2 separate regions of the Triticum aestivum genome follow, and region 1 is linked to region 2. Evidence: chromatin contacts called from public Hi-C data. All regions are on one chromosome and are shown on one strand. The core of a region is the stretch at or near the end of the contact, and the rest is flanking DNA. Distances in the headings are between cores, read along the strand shown. Region 1 holds the start of LOC123175117 (AP2/ERF and B3 domain-containing protein Os05g0549800-like). Region 2 holds the start of LOC123182911 (threonine synthase 1, chloroplastic).

The links. A called contact is a pair of places that touch in the nucleus more often than the background predicts.
Region 1: a contact with region 2 is called in a Hi-C map of leaf, with 10 times the contacts expected there. The contact joins the promoter of LOC123175117 here to the promoter of LOC123182911 in region 2. A contact is called at or near these places in 2 of 5 Hi-C or Micro-C datasets (both in leaf).

The regions. Positions count from the first base shown.
Region 1 is chr1D:457,262,625-457,266,562 of IWGSC CS RefSeq v2.1, reverse strand. LOC123175117 (AP2/ERF and B3 domain-containing protein Os05g0549800-like) reads right to left here and starts at 2,608. Exons shown (of 1, transcript XM_044590143.1): 1 at 992-2,608. The coding sequence starts at 2,516. The coding sequence ends at 1,269.
Region 2 is chr1D:457,060,886-457,065,079 of IWGSC CS RefSeq v2.1, reverse strand. It overlaps LOC123182911 (threonine synthase 1, chloroplastic), which reads left to right and starts at 2,353. Exons shown (of 1, transcript XM_044595585.1): 1 at 2,353-4,194. The coding sequence starts at 2,368. The coding sequence ends at 4,113. It overlaps LOC123175101 (peptidyl-tRNA hydrolase, mitochondrial), which reads left to right. Exons shown (of 8, transcript XM_044590142.1): 5 at 1-35; 6 at 140-198; 7 at 281-357; 8 at 563-970. The coding sequence ends at 697.

The sequences.
Region 1 (3,938 bases), core at 1,359-3,858, 200 kb before region 2:
GTTTACACATGGAACATGTTTCTGATACCTGCCGAACGTTTTCAAGTACATGGTGAACATTTTTTTCAAATACATGGTTGACCTTTTTTTCGAATACATATTTAATTTTTTTGGATAGATGTTAATTCTTTTTGTATACATGTTCAATATTTGTTTGGATGGTAAGAAACGAATTTTCAAAATACATGATGTTTCACATTGTATAAACATATTTTTTTACAAATTTCACGAATACAGTTTTCTAACACATCGACATTTTTATACATCATAAAGATTTTTCTTTTGGTATGAAACTTTTTTTGAAATTACACAAACATTTATTTGCACTTGATAATTTTTTTAAATGTCACAAATATTGTTTTGAAACATATTAACATTTTTAAATGTCACATACATTGTTCTGAAGAGTGGAATTTTTTTCTAAGTTACGCAAGCAATGTTCCAATGACTAAACATTTTTCTAATGAATGGAAAAAGTTTTATTTAATTTCGGAATACGTGTATTTATAAAATTTCACAAAATATAAACAAAAGAAAGCAAAAAAATGAACAAAGAACCAATGAAGAACGAATGAATGCGCCCGAGGGTACTACTGAGCCAGCCCGGCAACAAGTAGTGTTGGATTTGGCCTTCATTTGTATGGTGTTCGTATGTCTACATGTTAGATCCTTCCGATTAACGCTTCTGTTCATCATCGATCGTTACTAATTGGATGCACTGGCCCCTTGAGTCCTTAGCACAAAAACCTCCCGATTATTTATACTACGATAAGGTTTGCCCAGCTATGGTGAGGGAGAGAAGATAACGGCGGCACGCCTTCAATTTGCTTCAGTGCTTATAGTCGCCGCTAGGTAGTCTACTAGTCCGGATGCAACTCCCATTACTTTTGATGTTTTTGTTCTTTATAGTAAGGGTGTGACTAGGTCTCAGTCGACTGAGATTTAAACAAGTCCCAATCAAATGACGTAGTATATAATAGGAAAAAAGAAAAAAGAAAAAAGTTAAACAATATTTTTTGCACGGACCTCCACACGCAAGGTCGAACGAATATTGCATCAAGTGAGACATAAACAAGTCTCAGACGACTGCTACTTAGCTAAACTATTATACTAAGTTTGATGGACATATCGGAACTTTTTTCGAAAAAACAAAAACCCGCTACATATACTACTTTCCCATTACTATTACGTGAATGAGAGTATTTACGCTCCTGATTCCAGCTGATATTTTGACCCCGGGCGTGTCTGTGTGGCGAGTGGTGACAAGTCTATAGCGCAAATGTGCTCCCTGCTCCTTGTACTCCTTCTAGTTGATCTCTTGACCTCGGGCACTGTGAGGTGGTGGCATGTCTATAGGTCAGCGCGAAGTCTACGCACCGCTTCTTCCAGACCGCGTGCACCGGAGTGGGCGCCGCTACGCTGGCGTCCATGGATTTCTTGTTTGTCTTGGTCATGCCGTACTCCTCGCGCTCGGGCGCCGGTGCCGTGGGAAGGTCGACGCCGAAGAGTCGCACGGTCCTCGTCACCGGTGCCGCCGACGGGGCGGCCACCGCGTTAAGGAAGGTCGTCGTCGTCGTCGTGGTCTTGGACCGGAGCTTGCAGTCGATGAAGAGCTGATTGTTGCCGGAGGCGGAGCGGTAGAACCCAACCGCGTCGCCGGCGTGCAGGCCCTTCTCCTTGACGAAGCGGCTCCACCCCATTGTGAGCACGTAGCTCTGGCTGCTGTTCCAGTAAGAGTACCGGAACCTCCACGTCTTTCCGACCGCGTCATCGAAGTTGAGCAGCACGCCCTTGCACTCGCCTGGCACGGCGGCGCTGGAAGAAGGAAGCTGCAGCGGGAAGTGCTTCTCGGCGTGCTGCTTGGGGATAACCAGCCGGTTCAGCTTCCCCACGTCGCTCGGCGTGGCCGTCTTGTCGAACAGGTGCTCGCGCCGCGTCGCCGCGGAAGGCGCCGCGGCTGAAGGAGCCGACGACGCGGGAGCTGACGACGACGACGTAGGGGACGACGACGCTGAGGCGAAGAAGGCGCGCTTGTGCTGCGCCAGCTCGTCGGGGTAGATGTGCTTGCGCAGCATGTCCACGACCTCGGCCTTGGAGCGGGCGGCGAGGAAGCGGAGCTCGGCGGCGTCCTCCGGTTCGGACTCGGCGAGCGGGCGGAAGTTGGTGACTGCATCGCGGCCGCGGAAGCGCTGCGCCGCCGTGTCGTAGGCGCGCGCAGCCTCGGCCTCGCCCGTGAAAGTGCCGAGCCAGACGCGCTGGTGGCGCTCGTAGATCTGCGCACCCCACCGCCCGTTGGGCTGCGGCACCACGCCCTTGTACTTGGACGACGGCAGCCGCCCGCCACGGCCGGAGTCCGCCTCGGCGCCGGGCTCCGGCGCGTCCATGACCGCGCTGGCCCCGCTGCCGACGCGCTGCAGCGGCTTGGTCGCCGGCGCGGCCGGCGCCGGAGAGGCCTTCTTGCCCGTGGACGCGCCGCTGCTCACGTCGTCCACGAGACAGCTCCTCGCGCTGTCCATCCGATCACCACGGACAACTCAAGAAGATGCTTAGCTAGGAAAAGTGGTAGCTTAATTAGCTAAAGGCTGTGTGGAAATGGAGGCAGTATAGGTAGGTAGAGGAGCAGCAGAGGCAAGTGCGTGTGTTATATAGGAAGATGAGGAGAGGAGCTGGAGGATCGAGTGTGAGTGTGGCTAAGCTAGCCAGTGCATACATCAACCGCACCATATTCTATTGTTCCATATACTATTTCTACACATGGCCATTTGGCTTTTGTTTTGTCTTTCGTATGTGTAGAGTAGATAATAGGTATACACGCATACATAATATTGTTTCTTTTTTCGGGGTTGCTAAATCTCAATCGACTGAGACTTAACGATTCTATATTTGTGAGATCTTACATGAAGATCCGTTCAAAACTTTTTTTTAATTTTTTCGTTCTTTATTTTATATGTTGTGTCGTATGATTGAGACTTGGTTAAGTCTCAGTCGACTGAGATCTAGCCACATCCTTCTTTTTTATTTATACATGCTAGAGTTGTTTTATATCTGTATAGTAGATATTAGTTTTGTTTTAATTTTTTGTTTTGAACTTTGGATTCCAATTCAAATATTAGATGTTTATATAGGCCTCATGGTCGCTTATGCTGGGGTGGGGATATTTTATGGCATTCATGGAAAGGAAATATAAAAAGACCAAAGACGAGGATGAGGATGATGATGAAGATGAACACGCGCATTGGCCATGCTACGCACACAGTATGGTATGGTGTGGTTGCGTGAGAAACTCAGAGTGCCACCCTTGCATTCCCTTTGTAGCACGCCAAGTAACGCATCTCCTCCTAGTAAGGCTTAAAAGTGGAAGAAGAAAATGTGCGAGCTGAGCTAGCTGCTGACCCATTTCGGTTTAGGCGCTTATGCAACAGGTAATACGTTGTTGTGTGCCGGTCACTCATAGTAAACGATGACGCCGATGGTGCTGTAGAATGTTCTCGGAGTTCTAGATCGATGGGTATGAATGTCCGCATCGGTCGATCCGTTGTCGATTCCTATTTGATATTTTTGATCTTTTATTGACTATTCACCGTACGTGCATGGAATTTCTTCATCACCAAAAAATGTTCTGTGCACAATAAAGTCGACAGGTACGTACAACCTATGTAGCTGGATAGTATAGATGAGCCCACATAGTTTAATTAGTTCATAGTCTCAAGAATTTTTTTTTCTGAAAATGAGGAGGACCCTCGGCCTCTGCATCTGAATCGGCATGTAACCACTTTATTAATTATTCACACAAGACCTTATAAAGTCGTACAAATAGTAAGACTAAAACCACCGTCTAGGCAACATCTGTCGCTACTCTTATCTAGTTGATATAGGAATGCTGATAGTTTGGGCCTAATACCAAACAGACCTTGCAGCCAAACCTAACATCTAATACC
Region 2 (4,194 bases), core at 1,104-3,603:
CTACTGCCAAAGGGGGGACATGGTGGGCACAATGGGTATTTATTTAACCTGTTCCCATCCTGCTTTGTTCCGTGGTTCTTTGTTATTTCTTCTTAATCGTTTGCCTTTGTTCTACCTTAACATATGATTAATATTTCAGGATGAGAAGTGTCATCCACCATCTGAAACAAAGCCGTGATTTCCCACGGCTAAGAGTTGGTATGTCAAACGATCGCTTCTTTAACGCCTTTGTCATTGAGGTGACGAATCTGAAAATGCAAATCGCCCAAATGTTGTGCAGGCATTGGACGGCCAACTGGAATGATGGGAGCCATCGGTTTTGTTCTACGTGCATTCAGCAAGGAAGAACAAGAAGTGGTACTTTTACCTGCATATTGCATTGTACATATTTTTGACAAAAATATACCAAACTGAACAATATGCGTGGAAATTTGCTTCTGCGCTGATCCTGTGCTTTTTTTTCTTGTAAGCAAGCACTCAGTGACTAGCTGAAGCACTATGTCGATGTGTACAAACAACCACAGCATCAACTAACTTCTGTCTCCACCCCAATCTTTTGCAGCTTGATTCCACGTTCCTGAGGGGCTTGCAAGCGGTGCGGATAATGTTGCTGGAAGGATTCAACAAGAGTGCGACCTTTGTGAACACTCCAGCTCCACAGCCACCTGAAAACGTTGAAGAGATGAAAATAACCTGACCGTAAACAACGCTGAGATGCACACTGTGAAGTGTAAATTAGTTTGTTCAGGTTAAGAGTCACTCAGGTAGCTGCAGAAACTAGAAAGCACAAAGGACCATTGTCCTTTGAGCATATGTATCCCGAGTTCCAGATTCATTTTGAGCATATGTATCCTGAATTCCAGATTCATTTGTAGAGGCGTCCAATGGAGCGCACACCAGAGCTTGTAACATTGCAGTTGTACGACATTTTCAGTCTCCAACGTGAAGCATTTATTTGTTCTAGTGCCTATATCAGCAGATTTTGTTCCAAGCAGATAACAAATTGAGTTTCTCTATATTTACATGGCTTGATTGCCGCCTTTTTGGCATTTTTAACGACTCTGTAATGAAACTTAAGGTGCATCTGTTGAGGCACAGGTTTATTGTACTTTCTAGAAACGTACTCCCTCCGTTTGGAATTATTTGTATGAATGTATCTAGATGTATTTTAGTTTAGATACATCCATTTTTGTGACAAGTAATTTCGAACGGAGGGAGTATGTGTATGTTTATCCAGTTGATTTCAAAACCTGGGATGTTTTGTCGATAAAAAATGAACATTGGGTTTCTGCATCTGATATTTCTAGGGCTCCTTTGGTTCAGAGGAAAACCATAGGAGTTTTAGAGGATTTGGATCATTGTAATTTCCCCACTATGACGTCGTTTGGTTCGTAAGATTGGAATCCTTAGGAACCTAAGGATTGGATTACGCCATGTTTCGGACGAAATTGGATTCCAATTCTTTGAATTGTTTTTAGTTTTTTCAATCCTGTAGTATAATTCAATAAAACAATGACATTTTTACCTAGTTCTTGCCGACTGCAAATGCTTGATTGATTGCTGCCATATTTCTCAGTAGTTGCTGTCAAGCTGGTCATGAGAATCGACAACTTTCTCTGAATGACTAGTAAGATGCCCGTGCGTTGCACGGAACATCAAAATGCATTGATCAGGGAGTTGTTTATTTGACAAAGTATACGGGGGGTCATCTCATGTGTGACAAATATCGATAGGTTTCTTTGGATATTCATTCTTCTCTAGAGCTCACAAGCATCCGGGTGAATAGTAAATGTAGGCAAGGTAGATAAAAAATATCTTTTGCAAATAAAAGCGTTCAAGTGTTCAACTTGCATCCAAAACTTCATAAAGAAATAACACTTGTTGTGCTTTGCAAAAAATGATCTTTCAAAATTATTTTTTGGGTATCAATTTTGTTTATTTTTTCTAGACCACCATGAATATAACTCGGGGTGACTTGGAAGGGGGCGGAGGAGATGGCGAAGAGGAGGGGGTCGTGGTGGTGGTCAGCAATGCGGCCTGAGAGAAGGCATGAGAGGCATTGGGGGCAGACGGTGCCGAGAGCAGCGACCTCCTTAGATCCTTCTTATTTTTTCCTGAGATGGCTAGATGAGGTGAGAGGGAGAGGTGGCTGAACGTGAGAGGCAGGGGGTTATCTACAAACGTGGAGTGGAGTGTGGGTTTTTTTTGCAAAATTGACATAGTTTGTCACAGATGCGTTGGATGTAGATCAAACGGTTGTAAATGAAGGATGGCAGGCACACCATCATCACCAACTCAGGATTTTATAGGAGTAGAGATCATCAGTTGGATCGGATGTAATCTGATCGAACAGACGGTGCTCGTCAGATGTCGGCCAAATCAGGGCCGTCCATCCATGCAGTTTCTACCGCTTTCCAGTTTCCACCAACCCCCACCCGCTACAGTCTAAAACCCTCGTCCACCTCCACAGTCCACATCCCACCCACTGCTCCCAATCCCCGCATCCCCGCCGCCGCCGCCGCCGCCGCCAGCTCCACCATGGCGGCCACCACCCACGCCACCGCCCCCTCCCCGTCCCTCTCCTCCCTCCTCTCCCGCCCCCGCTCCGCCGCGCCGCAGCTCCGCCTCCGCCCCGCCGCCCACCGCCGCGTCCGCTGCGCCACCGACGCCGCCGTCCCCGCCCCCGCCGCCACCAACAAGCCCCGGCGCGCGGCGGACGAGGAGGCGGCGCGGCACCGCGCCCCGGCCAACGGCTTCTCCGCCTGGTACGAGCCCTTCCCCCCAGGCCCCGCCGGCGCCGGGTCCACGGACGAGCGCTACTCCCTGGACGAGATCGTGTACCGCTCCAGCTCCGGCGGCCTCCTCGACGTGCGCCACGACATGGCCGCCCTGGCGCGCCACCCGGGGTCCTACTGGCGGGACCTCTTCGACTCCCGCGTCGGCCGCACCGTCTGGCCCTACGGCTCCGGCGTCTGGTCCAAGAAGGAGTTCGTGCTCCCCGGGATCGACCCGGACCACATCGTCTCCCTCTTCGAGGGCAACTCCAACCTCTTCTGGGCCGAGCGCCTCGGCCGCGACCACCTCGCCGGCATGAAGGACCTCTGGGTCAAGCACTGCGGCATCTCCCACACGGGTTCCTTCAAGGACCTCGGCATGACCGTGCTCGTCAGCCAGGTCAACCGCCTCCGCCGCGCCCCGCTCTCCCGCCCCATCGCCGGCGTCGGATGCGCCTCCACGGGGGACACCTCCGCCGCGCTCTCCGCATACTGCGCCGCCGCCGGGATCCCCGCTATCGTGTTCCTCCCGGCCAACCGCATCTCGCTCGAGCAGCTCATCCAGCCCATCGCCAACGGCGCCACCGTGCTCTCCCTCGACACCGACTTCGACGGCTGTATGCGGCTCATCAGGGAGGTGACCGCCGAGCTGCCAATTTACCTTGCCAATTCGCTCAATTCGCTCAGGCTGGAGGGGCAGAAGACGGCAGCCATTGAGATACTGCAGCAGTTCGACTGGGAGGTGCCAGATTGGGTCATTGTTCCGGGAGGCAATCTTGGAAACATATATGCTTTCTACAAGGGATTCGAGATGTGCCGTGTACTTGGCCTCGTTGATCGTCTGCCACGGCTTGTCTGTGCGCAGGCCGCCAATGCCAACCCGCTGTACCGCTACTACAAGTCAGGATGGACCCAATTCCAGCCACAAGTGGCCGAGCCTACATTTGCGTCGGCGATTCAGATCGGTGACCCTGTATCGGTCGACCGTGCGGTGGTTGCACTCAAGGCAACAAATGGCATCGTCGCAGAAGCCACAGAGGAGGAGCTCATGAACGCAATGTCCCTCGCTGACCGCACCGGCATGTTTGCCTGCCCGCACACCGGGGTCGCTCTCGCGGCGCTCTTCAAGCTTCGGGAAGAGGGCACCATCGGGGCAAACGACCGCACGGTGGTCGTCAGCACGGCGCACGGCCTCAAGTTCTCCCAGTCCAAGATCGACTACCATGATCAGAAGATTGAGGACATGGCCTGCAAGTACGCCAACCCACCGGTCAGCGTGAAGGCCGACTTCGGCGCCGTCATGGACGTCCTCAAGAAGAGGCTCAAGGGTAAGCTTTGAGCATGCCCTCCTGCTGCTGCTGCTGACCCCTCCGATTGGCTACTGCGATTCGATTGTCTTGTGCATCTGATTCAAATGTGA